Regions from separate parts of the Mus musculus genome. Here regions 2 and 3 are each linked to region 1. The links are chromatin contacts, called in public promoter capture Hi-C maps. All regions are on one chromosome and are shown on one strand. Each heading gives the region's core, a stretch centred on a gene start, on an enhancer-like site or on the middle of the called end of the contact. The rest is flanking DNA. Distances are from core to core; before and after follow the strand shown.

What was found. Promoter capture Hi-C pulls out the DNA fragments that hold promoters and counts their contacts.
Region 2: a contact with region 1 is called in a promoter capture Hi-C map of liver, with 4 times the contacts expected there. The contact joins the promoter of Bace1 here to the promoter of Zbtb16 in region 1. A contact is called at or near these places in 2 of 39 promoter capture datasets (both in liver).
Region 3: a contact with region 1 is called in a promoter capture Hi-C map of liver, with 7 times the contacts expected there. The contact joins the promoter of Apoa4 here to the promoter of Zbtb16 in region 1. A contact is called at or near these places in 2 of 39 promoter capture datasets (the 3T3-L1 cell line and liver) and 1 of 115 datasets of contacts at active chromatin or transcription factors (embryonic forebrain).

What each region holds. Positions count from the first base shown.
Region 1 is chr9:48,834,236-48,838,578 of GRCm38.p6, forward strand. It overlaps Zbtb16 (zinc finger and BTB domain containing 16), which reads right to left and starts at 1,990. Exons shown (of 7, transcript NM_001364543.1): 1 at 1,819-1,990.
Region 2 is chr9:45,836,403-45,840,745 of GRCm38.p6, forward strand. It overlaps Bace1 (beta-site APP cleaving enzyme 1), which reads left to right and starts at 2,143. Exons shown (of 9, transcript NM_011792.6): 1 at 2,143-2,886. The coding sequence starts at 2,626. It also overlaps the pseudogene Gm7286.
Region 3 is chr9:46,238,415-46,242,757 of GRCm38.p6, forward strand. Apoa4 (apolipoprotein A-IV) reads left to right here and starts at 2,430. Exons shown (of 3, transcript NM_007468.2): 1 at 2,430-2,788; 2 at 3,054-3,180; 3 at 3,865-4,343. The coding sequence starts at 2,740.

The DNA of each region.
Region 1 (4,343 bases), core at 740-3,239:
ACTGAGAGGCTCCCAACTTTGAACAGCCATTGGGACATAGGCAGAAAGACCTAACGGGATAAGGTCCCAACCTCTGTCTCTCTGTAGCCAACATTTCCCACAGCCTGGGGAAGAGGGTGGAGAGAGCTAGGCTCTCAGCCACTCTTCGCAGAGCTTGCCTTCACCCTCGACAGGAGTCTTAAAGACTCTTAGGTGCAAAACTCATGCGGAAAGAGTTAACAATAGTGGCTGGCCACTCTTATTGCCCACCCTAAAGTGGAAACGGAGGGCATCATCAAGAACGGTGAGATATCCATTCCTCAAAAGCTTCATGAGCACGGTGTGCTTTCGGGAGAGAGATCAGAGATTTGGAGAACTAAGGGGGAGAAGCCAAAATAAAGAAGGTTCGCTGCTCAAAGGAACCTTTTGGGCCTTGAGGGAAATCAAGGTGCCCTATCCCTAACCGGCGGCTCCGCACCCGCGATCCGACCGTCCCTAGGTGCAGCGATCAGCCGATTCTGGGCAAAGCCAGCGCTAACCCGCCAGAGCTCCGAGGATCGATGGTGCAACACACCCCTTGTTCCCAGAGACCCCCGCCGAGACTTGCATAGGACTTTGGCAAACTTGGGAAAGCAACTTTTCCCCAGGAGTCAGGTGCCTGGAAGAAAGGGAACAGAACTAAGAAAGGGGGAAAGCGAAAGAGCCTGGGGAAAGGAGAAGGTCCGAGCGGGCTGGACGCCGCTGCTAGGCCGGCCCGGCAGCGCAACCCCCCCAGGGGAGAAAAGGATGCACAAAAGCCTGGAGGCGAGTGGTGGGAGGCCAAATGAGAAGAGATCTCTGGGTCCTCCACCTTCCACCCAAGATCACGATCCCCGGGAAGTCACCAGCAGGGTCCCCGGCCTCCCGCACCAGCTGCCGGCGTGCCCGAGTCAAACACGCTGGGAGCGTGGCGGGGAGGAGGCGAGCTGGTTGCAGCGGTGCGCTCCTGTGCATTCCGGTGGGGTCCGCAGGCTGGCAGGATCGTGCGCATTTCGAGCGCGTGCGGGAGCGTGCGAGGGGCTGGGCAAGCTTGCAGCGCGCCAGGGTGGGAAAGACATCCCGAATGCATCAGGTGCAGAGCCGGGAACCCACCGTGCGCGGCCGGGAGCGCACAGCGAGCTCCCGCTCCACCGGCCGTTCCCACCGAGAGCCGAGGAGGACTCGGAGCGCCAGAGTCTCTCCGAAGCGTCCCTCTCTCCTTAAAAGAGGGCATCAAGTCCAATCAAAAAAAGAAGAAAAAAATCCCACCACGTTTTCTCTAAAGAAAACAAAACCCGATCGGATACCAGTCCCCTCCCACCCGACCCCCAGGTTCACTCCTTGCTTCCTCCGGGTCTAGCTCCCCAGCTCGCCAGCGAATAAACACAAATAAATAAGACACAATCCTATCTCACGCCAAGCGCACCGGTCCGCATACATATGAGCACCCACAGGCTCTCTGCTCCTCCGCCAGCCCTTGCCTGTACAAAGACACCCAGTCCCCGACTACACGCGCCCGCAGCCCTGGCAGACCTCCCGGCCTGCCACCTCTCACCCGGACCGGACCGTGCCCGGAGAAGAAAGGTTGGTGAGGCAGCTGTGCCCAAGCTGACAGCCTCAGCGCCGCTTTCTAGCTGACCCCCAACGGGCACTGGCGATCGCTGCTGCAGCAGCAACCAGAGAACCCCGCACGAGCCCAGCGGCCGAGTGGCCAAAGCTAGCACCACCCGCCTAAACCTCTCCCGCCCCAGGGCGCCCTGGCGGGAGGCGGTCGCTGGGCGGTGCGAGTCCTTCCCGGGTTTCCTACACACATACACTTACCGCTTACGGAGCCTGGAGCTTGGGGTGGGTGTGCGTGCCTGGGGGGTTAGGGGTGTGCCTGGATCGGGGAAGGGGTGTTGCTGGGGAACTGTTGCTCCGGATCTCACGGCGGCAGCGGCGGCATCGCCCGGCAGTTCGCAGTACCCGCTCTCGTCACCCTTAACTCCTCTCTGCCGCTAGGTTAGCAAATCACCACCGGCTGCGGCGCCTCCGCCGCGTCCCACGTCAACGCCGAGCCCCCTCCCCTGCGAGGCCCCGGCGCCTCTCCATCTTTAGTGCTGGCGGCCGAGCCCGGCTCCCTGCCCACAGCTGCCCCCTCCCCTCCCCCTGGCCGGTCCTGGCCCGCCCACCCCGCCCCACCCCCGCCCTGGCAGAGCCCGTGCGCTCTCCCAGCCCTGCCCTCCCTTCCCGGGCGCTCCCCTCCCTTCCCAGCGCTCGGCGCTCCGGGCTTCTCCTGACATCTAGCTGCTGCCCCGGCGGCAGCGGCTGCTGCTCGTTGGCTAGGTGGAGAGGGCAAAAGGTTGCAAAGGAAGAGGAGCCGCAGAGGACCTGGCAGTCCCCAAGGGGTCAGAAGGATGAGTGGGAGAAGCGGTTCCCACTTTAGCCCCAGGTTTTTTCATTTCCACTGGGCATGCGGTGTATCCCGCGCCCCTAACTCCCCCAACTCCAGTACTCAAGAGCGCAGTTTTGTCCCGTTTTTTATTATTTGCACCAGTTCAGTGTGTGGCTTCTAGCTTTTCACTTTTTCTCAGGATTCGGATCGCATCCTCCCTTACCCTAGCTTTAAATGGGTCGTTTCCCAAGTCCCAAACCAGGCCTCTGATGCCTGACCACAGGAGTTCGCCGGATTTGGCCAGATAAATCTAAAGGGGCCAGTAGAAATCTGGTAGGAGGCAGCACCTCGATTTTGCTATCTAGATTGTTGCACACTGAGATGCGAAGGCCTGAGTAGTAATACTTTCTCACTCCTAATCTCGGGCATCCTCCCCGCCCGCACGCCCCCCCCCATCTTCCCCGGCCCCAGGAACCTGGATGGAAAGTTCTGAAGATTCTGCGCCTAACTCAGCTCTGCCTTCAGGAGCTACTGGAAGCTTGGAAGAGCGCTGGGCCGCTCCAGAGTACTTTCTTCCCTCAGCGGCTGGACCATTTTAAAGGGCGTACTTGAGATGACAAACCGTAGGGTAGAAAGACCAAAGGAAAAAAAATATTCCTTCTACCCGCGGAAAGCACCGTCTCCTCCTTTGCACACGAAGCTAGGCAGGGAATTGAGGTTGGAGGGTTCTTTTCTGAGCACTGGCCTCCGGCCAAAGCCCCAGCGCAGTGTTATTGGGGGTGTGGTGGAGAGCGCCACCCAGGGGTCTCAGAAAAGTCACCCACACAGCCCCACCCTCCAGTCCTAAGGTATTAGTTCCAGGCTTCAGTTTAGGGGTGCTGTGTTCTTGGCTTACCGCGGATCTCCCACAGGACCCACAGAATCGTATCTTGATTCCCCAGGAGCTAAAGGAGAAGGAAAGTGGGCGGTGAATGGAGACAAAAAAACCCACGAAGACCAGGTGGCAGAGCTTACACAAGATCTGCACGGGGGTCTGCTAACGTGGTGGTCATTTATAATAACAAGGCATCCTAACAATTGACACTCCCAGGTCTCAGATTAGCAGTGGGAGAGAGAAGTCCGCAGAACCGAGCACTGGGAAGCAAAGGAAGAAAACTACAATTGAGTTACCCTCTCATAGGCAGTGTCATGTGGGTGAGACAAGGCGAAACCCCCCTACCCCAGTCAGTTGGTATACAACAAAAAACACCTTGTGTAAAGGCTACCTGATTCTTTCAAGTTAAGGCGAACCCTCTGTAAGAAGTAGGGGATTTGAGGACGTTAAGAAGGAACTGCCATCTATAAAGAAAGCAAGAGTGGATGAGCAGAAGGGAACAGGAAAAACACACACCCCCCTGCCGTGAATGCCTGGCCATGGGAATGGAGCATTGAGCTTGTTGAGTTCCTGTCTAAAGAAGGCTTGCTATCTAGGGTCCACATCCACCTACCACCCTCTCTCCAGCAGTCACCGGAGAGGCACACGATTAACCTCTGATCCTATTCTACCATTAATCCTCAAATCAGAGAAAGAGAATCCGTAGACACAATGGAAACGAAAGAACAATTCCTTGCCTGGCCCTGGCCTCCCCCCCAACCCCAGCCATACTCACTCTATGTGAAAATCTCCCTTGCTTCATAAACTCTGCCCATTAAAGAGCCCAGCCCTTGTTAGGAAGTGTTAAAGAGAGAGTAATGCCTAGATTTAAGAGGTGGGGAAGGTAACAGAAAGGGAGAAGGCAGGCGAGGCTGTGGGCTGGGTGCCAGCATTGGGCTCCAGAGCATTTCCACTTAGCGATGAAGGCTGGCCGAACAGCAGTTTGATAAGGTTTATTGGGCCCAGATAAAGCAGCAGCAGCCCCCACTCCCAAACCAGCACCATTTATAGCCAGAGCTGTGTCCTTGGATCCTGGGAAGCAATGAGAGTCCCCAGTTG
Region 2 (4,343 bases), core at 893-3,392, 3.0 Mb before region 1:
AACCGTGGTCATGAGCCCTTCCACAATGCCAAAGTTGTCATGGATGACTTGGCCAGGGGGGCTAAGCAGTTGGTGGTGCAGGATGCATTGCTGACAATCTTGAGTGAGTTGTCATATTTCTCATGGTTCACATCCATCACAAACATGAGGGCATTGGCAGAAGGGATGGAGATGATGACCCTTTTGGCTCCACCCTTCAAGTGGGCCCCGGCCTTCTCCATGGTGGTGAAGACGCCAGTAGACTCCACAACATACTCAGCACAGGCCTTACCCCATTTGATGTTAGCGGGGTCTCGCTCCTGTAAGATCGTGATGGGCTTCCCATTGATGACAAGCTTCCCATTCTCAGCCTTGACTGTGCCATTGAATTTGCCGTGGGTGGAGTCAGACTGGAACACGTAGACCATGTAGTTGAGGTCAATGAAGGGGTCGTTGATGGCAACAATCTCCACTTTGCCATGTGGAGAGCAGATGGCAGCCCTGGTGACCAGGCGCCCAATACGGCCAAATCCGTTCACACCAACCTTCACCATTTTGTTTACGGGACGAGCCAGGCACTGCACAAGAAGAAGCGTCTGTCTCTGGAACAGGGAGGAGCAGAGAGCCCCTCAGCTTCTTTATTTAAGATGTTTCCTTCTAGTTTACCTTTTTTTTTCCTAATCAGAATGACTGCTGTATTTTATCGAGGGCTTTCCACCTCTGATAAATGATATGATGACACAGTCACACAGTTTTAAGCTATCAGGGCCCCAAAGCTCTTCATCTCAATGAGTATGCTGGAATGTCTCCCAGTGATATACCAATTTGAGAGCAACTGATCCTCACTCTGACTGATGGGAAGTAATCAGATGGGTCATGAGGATTCGTGACAGGAAACCATCAAAGACACAAACGGGCCGGGGGGTGGTGGCACACGCCTTTAATCCCAGCACTTGGGAGGTAGAGGCAGGCGGATTTCTGAGTTCGAGGCCAGCCTGGTCTACAGAGTGAGTTCCAGGACAGCCAGGGCTATACAGAGAAACCCTGTCTCCAAAACAAACAAACAAAAGAAAGACAAAGGGATTCAGGCATAGAAGAGGTGGCCACCTCATAGCTGGGGCAGGTTAAATGCTCTGAACAGAAGAGGCGGCAGGTCTCCCTGTCGGATCCCAGTGACTGGTTTGTTGACTGGAATACTCTCGTCCCTTTCACCTTGCTCCTCCAGCCTCTGCTCCTGAAAACACTTCCAATTTTAAGGTCACCTCTTCTAGATTGCCCATTTTTTGTTTCTTTTTTGAGGCAGAGTTTCTCTATGCAGTCCTGGCTGTCCTAGAACTACCTATGTAGAACAAACTGCCCTTGAATTTACAGAAATTCTCCTGCTGAGATTAAAGGCAGGTGCCTCAACATCCGGGGTATACCCCCAAATTTTGTTTTATTTTATTTTATTTATTGATTTTTATTTTATTCTTTTTTTTCTTTTTTTTTTTTTTTTTTTTTTTTTTTTTGGTTTTCGAGACAGGGCTTCTCTGTGTAGCCCTGGCTGTCCTGGAACTCACTCTGTAGACCAGGCTGGCCTGGAACTCAGAAATCCGCCTGCCTCTACCTCCTAAGTGCTGGGATTAAAGGCGTGCGCCACCACGCCCAGCTCTATTTATTGGTTTTTTGAGGCAGGTTTCCAGCTTACCCCAAAATTCTTAACATCACACTGTGGCAAGAATCACAGTTCTCCCCGGTTAATCTCTTTTTGGGATCTGTGCTTCTTTTTCTACTCCTGTGCAGGGGTAAAGTGGCTGGCATGCATGACAGGGTGCGCACGGGGGTGTGGGGGGGTGTTAACCAATGCTGATTCAGGAAAGTGAGGCAGGAGAATTGCATCAAAGTTGAAGCTAGCCTAGACTACACTGTATGTTTGCAGGACCCTGTACCCTAAATAAATAAATAAATAAATAAATAAATAAATAAATAAATAATGAAAGAAGGACTAGCAGATGAGAAGTGTATGATATTGGTTCCTTCTTGCTCTGCTAGAGCTAAGGAAATGCTTTCCCGCTAGGGTCTTGCAGAGTGAACTCCATCTCGGCAGAGGGCATCCCAGACCCCTTTCAGCTCCGGAAGCTGGGCTGTCTGCCATGGGAAGACTACACTTCCCAGAGATCCCAGGGAAAAGCAAAAACCCTTTGGCTTTGACAGCCACCGCCACAAGCCTTTCCGCCTCCCCAGCCTGCCTAGGTGCTGGGAGCTGGGAGCTGGATTATGGTGGCCTGAGCAGCCGACGCAGCCGTAGGAGCCCGGAGTCCCTGTCGGTCCCCAAGCTGCAAAGCCCGCCTGGAAGACCCCGAAAGCTACGGGCTCGGATAGCCATGCCCGCCCCTCCCAGCCCCACAAGGGGCCCGATCCCCCCGCTGGCGGCCGGCGTCCAGATGTAGCTGGGTCCCCTGGATCGCCATCGTCGTCTCCTCTCGTGCGCTACGGATTTCTCCTGCCCACTCTCCGCCGCCTGGACCGGGAACTGAGCGAGGGGCCTGCAGACTCTGCAGTCCTGATGCCGCCGAGGCCGCTCTCCTGAGAGAAGCCACCACCACCCAGACTTAGGGGCAGGCAAGAGGGACAGTCACCAACCGGACCACAAGGCCCGGGCTCACTATGGCCCCAGCGCTGCACTGGCTCCTGCTATGGGTGGGCTCGGGAATGCTGCCTGCCCAGGGAACCCATCTCGGCATCCGGCTGCCCCTTCGCAGCGGCCTGGCAGGGCCACCCCTGGGCCTGAGGCTGCCCCGGGAGACCGACGAGGAATCGGAGGAGCCTGGCCGGAGAGGCAGCTTTGTGGAGATGGTGGACAACCTGAGGGGAAAGTCCGGCCAGGGCTACTATGTGGAGATGACCGTAGGCAGCCCCCCACAGACGGTAAGGTGGTCAGATCTAGCAACCCTCCTTCATGCATGGTAGAGGGGTGATAGGGTAGAGATGAAGCAGCCTGCCCTGATAAAATGGTTTGTTTAGTGGGTGCAGAATGACCGCCCGCTCCTATTCCTCCAGGATCCGGTTGGGAGTAGCCTTTCCATTTCCCGCCCCCTCTCACTGGCATCCAAGCCCCAGGACTGACTACTCACCTCTCACTCCCACTGCCCCATCCCCCCACGCCCAAGAAAGCACTTCAGTGGTGGCTGACCCTGGGGAAGGGCCAGGCACGGGGACACTGTAACAGGTGTCAGTGGCCGGAGTCTCTCATATTCCATCTCCACACTCTCCCCTACTCTAGTGTTGCGGGGGGGGGGGGGGTATCTAAGATCCCCACCTTCATCTTCTTGAGAACCCAAAATCCTGGCACCAGTTGGATCAATCAGCCCCTTACTCTAAGTCTGGGCTGCCATAAGCCAACAAAGTGAGAGTCTTAGTAACATCCATGTAGCCTCCAAGTCCCAATAGACTCTGGCTTCCCCTAGTCCCTTCCTCCTTTATCCCAACCCCCACTCTCTACACTCTAGCTCCTCCCCCACCCATGCCTCAGAACATGGCCAGAAGAGAGCTGTACTGAGTCTGAGAAAGATAAGCCTAGGGGAGCCAGAAACCCCTTGCAAGGGTTCTGAGACGGATGGGCACACAGCCATGGGAAGGGACTTCTCCCTGTCTTTTCCCGTCTTTTCCAACAGTTTCCAAGGTACCTGGGGTGGCTGGTGGAGGTTGTGTCCTCTACCTGTGCTGACTGGGAGTGTGGGCTTGAGTCAGCTATGGCCCATGTGGGGTTGCTGGCTGACCTCTCTGAGTGCATCTGCCACCTCCGTGGGCGAGTCTGGGTACTGGTTGGTGGCAGTGTGATTCTGCGTGTGCTTCTGTGTGTCACCTTGAGTCTGATCCTGTGTATCTCTGTGAGCTACCCTCAGTGGCTCCGGACCGTGTCCACAAAGCTTGTCCACGGAGGGTGTGGAAAGATGGGAGTGTGTGCGCTGGGGTCAGGGAGGAGACAGTCACACTTCCTTTCACTCAGGCAGTTGGATATGGGAGAACCACAGACCCCTGCTTTCTTGTTACTTGCTGGGTCTATACCACTCAAGCTTGCTTTGGGAGCTCTGAAGTCCTGGTCTCCCCCACTCACCCCTCCTCTTTGCTGTACACCATAACTTCCCAGAAGTCGTATGGAATCCGGGGGTCGGAGCCAAGTCAGAGCTAGAGTTCAGTCTGAGCCAAGAGAAGGTAAGATGTCAGGGAAGGGGACATGTGGAGACGTGGGACTCTAGTGACGTGCTGTGCAACTGCACAGATCTGTGATAAAGCCACAAGGACTTTAGGGTCAGACAGGCTAGAATCTGGGGGTCTGCCTAGCACCCTAGCCTTCCCTTTTCCCAGCAGTGTGACCTTAAGCA
Region 3 (4,343 bases), core at 1,180-3,679, 2.6 Mb before region 1:
TCCTATAGGCAGATGGATGGTGCACAGCTACCAATCAGCCTTACTAGCCATGAGCTCCGTGTGAGCACAGGCAGAGACTGAGGGTCAGACAGAGACGTGAGTTGCCAAGACCACTTGACCCTCTGTGCCCGAGGCTGGCATAAGGTGGTCTGCTCTTTTTCCCCAGAAGCTGACACATAGGGTTCTCATTTTGCCTCACCCTCTATGCAAATCACCAGCAGATGCATATGAAGTATGCCCCAGTCTTGGAGAAGTCAATATGATGATTTATGACGCGCCAGGAGGCAATACAACCTCCCTGTAGGGGCTGGTGCATACGTGAGTGCTAGCCACACATGTGTGTACGATGACCCAGTCTCTTAGCTCAGAGCCAACTTCTGAACCCCTGGACAACTCAGATATCTATGCATATCTGACAGCCCGTCACTGGAAACCACCCTTGAACAAACTTAGGTAACACAGGTCTTCTCAGAGAGGGTATGAGTGGGCAAGCACCTCTGGACCTGTCCCACGCTGCTGGCACTTGAGAGACTCAGTCTGCAGGTTCAGGAGGTGGAACTGTAGCTGAGATGTCCTACGTGACTCATCCCCCATCAGTTCTGACCTTTGGGCACAGCACAGGCTGGACCAGGCATGATTAGGTAAAGCAAGATGAGGACCAATGGGTCAATGGTACACAGAGAGAAACCGTACATAGCTAATATTCAACGAGGAACCTAAGGGGAGCCAGACTATCTCACAGAATCTTCACAACGAAGACTCATCCAAGACCACACAGCACAGACTGTGTGGGATCCACGTGCAAACACAGGGAGTCGACTCCAGAGCCTGAACTCAGAAAACATTGAAAGACCACCAAGATGACTCAGTGAACAAAGTCACCCAGCCTGATGACATCAGTTAAAACCCTAGAACCCAAATGGTAGGATGAGAGAACAAACCTCTCCAGTTCTCATCTGACCTCTATACATGTATTGTGATGTATACATACTCACCCCTACCAAATATTAGTAAATAAATAACATTATCACTATCATCATTATTTTTGTTTGTTTTGTTTTGTTTTGTTTTGTTTTGTTTTGTTTTGTTTTGTTTTGAGACAGGGTTTCTCTATGTAGCCCTAGCTTCCTGGAACTCACTTTGTAGACTATGCTGTCCTTGAACTCACAAAGATCCACCAATCTCCACCTCGTGTGTGCTGGGATTAAAGGCATGTGCCATCACACCTGGCATAAATTAATTTTCTTAAACTCACTAAGCATGGCTGTGCTAGGAAGGAATGAGCTCGGGGAAGCTCGAGCCCTGTGGGGAGCCATGCAGTGCAGTGGGGCCCAGCAGAGGAGCACAGGTATCCAGCTGTCTTCAGTCCCATGAGACAAGCTAATCTGGACACATTTTAAAAAATGGATGGCAACACAGCAAATCAGACTGGGCACAATCGTGGTCTATTCTAATGGCTGTCATTTCACAAATGCTGTCTTGTGGATGGCAGTCAATGGGACAGTATGATGGATGCCCTCATCTAGTCCCTGGTGTGGTCCACTGAGGCTCCACACTGACCACAGCCTGGCATCTTGCCTGTGGATATCTGCTGCAATTGTATGTGTGGACACATGTGGAGTCTCAGTAGGAGACCTCAAAAAACTCACTTTCCACAGCAGTGTCTGTCACCTTCTGTGGGGGGGGGGGGGGTGGGAAGAGAGAGAGAGGGAGAGAGGGAGAGAGAGAGGGAGAGAGAGAGAGGAGTCACTCTGCATGGCTCTTGCATATGGCTGAGAACAGTGGGGCAGCAATCAAGCCTTAGCCAGCCCTGCTCTCTCACTGTTGCCTCTAGCCCACTTGGTGACCCTCTGAGGGAAAGGGTGGCTCTCCCTCTGCCACTGTCAGGAGAGGATCAGGTTCTCTCCTTCCTTCCTGTGCTGATGCACACAGAAAATCATTGTCATTAATTTCAGCCCTTACTCTGGGCTAAGCTCCCTGCAGCCATCTCACAAGTACCACCTAATTTAATGTAACAAACTACACATTGTTCAAAAGAGAAACTTGAAGCTTCATGATAACTGGACGGAGGTGAGCCAGCTTGACAGTCATGAGATACAAAGCCCACTATGATTAACTCCTTTGATCCTGGGTTCTGATCCTCTCCTGACCAAGGGTATCACAGACACCTCAACTGAGGCTCACTGTCTGCTGCAGCCCTATGCCATCTCTGGGCCTGGTACCATCTCTGTAGCTGATGTTCTGAGACAAAGTTCAGGTTGGTGGCAGCTGTCAGACTGGTGGCTGTCTCACTGGGGTGGAAAGAGGAGACCTGGACCTTGTTCTCTCAGACTGGCACAGACCCAGGGCTGCCAACCGGGCCTCTGGGGCCTCAGTTCTGTTCAGGGACTCCCCTAGACTCCCAGGCTCATTCCTCCTGAAGTTTCTGGCTATCCTTCCCAGCCTCTTGGACAGGGTGGAGCCAACTCAAGAAGACTGCTTCCCTCTGCTGCCTGTGTGCTGTCAGCTTCCACGTTGTCTTAGGGCCACTAAAGTCCAAGAGGCCTCCTGGGAGTGTGTCACCTTCCAACGTGGAGTCACACTGGGGAGGAGGCGGGGAGAGAGGGCTGGAGGGGCTTTAAATGAGTGGCTGGCCTTGCCTGCAGTCAATCTGCACAGGGACACAGGTACACCGTTTCTTCTGACTCCGGGAAACATCCAGTGTAGCCGAAACTGTCCCAGCCCAGTGAGGAGCCCAGGATGTTCCTGAAGGCTGCGGTGCTGACCCTGGCCCTGGTGGCCATCACCGGTGAGTAGACACTGCACCTGGGAGGCAGCAAGAAAAGCCAGCTCTAGAACTGGCGGACAGCTCGGGGTGGCCTTGTATTTGCCCAGCAGCTCATAGGAGAACAGGCCTTTGTTCTCCCTGGCACTTGTGCTCCCTGGGTTATCCCAGGGATGGGGCAATGGTTTGGGTTATCCAAACTCCAACATTATCCAGCTCAGAGCTGAGGCAGAGGGGCCAGGAGAGAGATGATCCTCATAAAGTTGCCTTCTGCTCTCTCTCTGCCCAGGCACCCGGGCTGAGGTCACTTCGGACCAGGTGGCCAATGTGGTGTGGGATTACTTTACCCAGCTAAGCAACAATGCCAAGGAGGCTGTAGAACAGTTTCAGAAGACGGATGTCACTCAGCAGCTCAGGTAAGTGCGATCAGTCTACAAGGCGAGGCTTGAAGCCCATAGCTGACCTCAGAGGTGGGACACTGGCTCCTGGAGTTCTTCTGTTCTCACTAAAGGAGTCTTGCCTCCCTGGACCTAGATTGTCCCTGTAAACAGGAAAGCTGGACCCAGGGATCCATCCCTATAGTTCCTTCCTATCTGCATGTGCTAGAGTTTGGTAAATAGCCAAATCCCATCACAAACTCTTAGCAGGAAGAGGAAAGAGACGTGTCCTGTAAGGACATGAGGTTCTGGGCAAACAGGGGAAGGAGGGCTGGTATTTTGGGGGACCCACTGAGCACATGCAAGGACATCAGACCCTGTGCCACTGGAAGACATGTGTTGCACAATGTGACCCTGGGAGGGGAGTGATGCCAAAGTCCAGCCCCATTCTTTATCCACAGGTAAGGAAAGCAAACTTCTCAAGTCACATGGTGGGCAGATAAGGATGCAGAGGCTCAGCAGAAGCCTTGCAGATAAAACTCCAAAGTCAAACTAATCCTAGGAGATTTCCTGAAAGCATGACCTACCCCAGGGGAGGGTCAAAGGGACAAGACGGAGGTCTCTGTTCCCATGGACACACTCCTGACCTAAGCAGGTGTATAGAGCTGAGTGTTCTACAAGCGTATCTAATGGTGCTTCCTTGTCTCCATCCTTTCCCTGAAGTACCCTCTTCCAGGACAAACTTGGGGATGCTAGTACGTATGCTGATGGGGTGCACAACAAGCTGGTGCCCTTTGTCGTACAGCTGAGTGGGCATCTAGCCCAGGAAACTGAGAGGGTGAAGGAAGAGATCAAGAAGGAGCTGGAGGACCTACGTGACCGCATGATGCCCCATGCCAACAAAGTAACCCAGACGTTCGGGGAGAACATGCAGAAGTTGCAGGAGCACCTGAAGCCCTATGCCGTGGACCTGCAAGATCAGATCAACACACAGACCCAGGAAATGAAGCTCCAGCTGACCCCATACATCCAGCGCATGCAGACCACGATCAAGGAGAATGTGGACAACCTGCACACCTCGATGATGCCCCTTGCCACCAACTTAAAGGACAAGTTTAACAGGAATATGGAAGAGCTCAAGGGGCACCTAACCCCCCGTGCCAACGAGCTGAAGGCCACGATCGACCAGAACCTGGAGGATC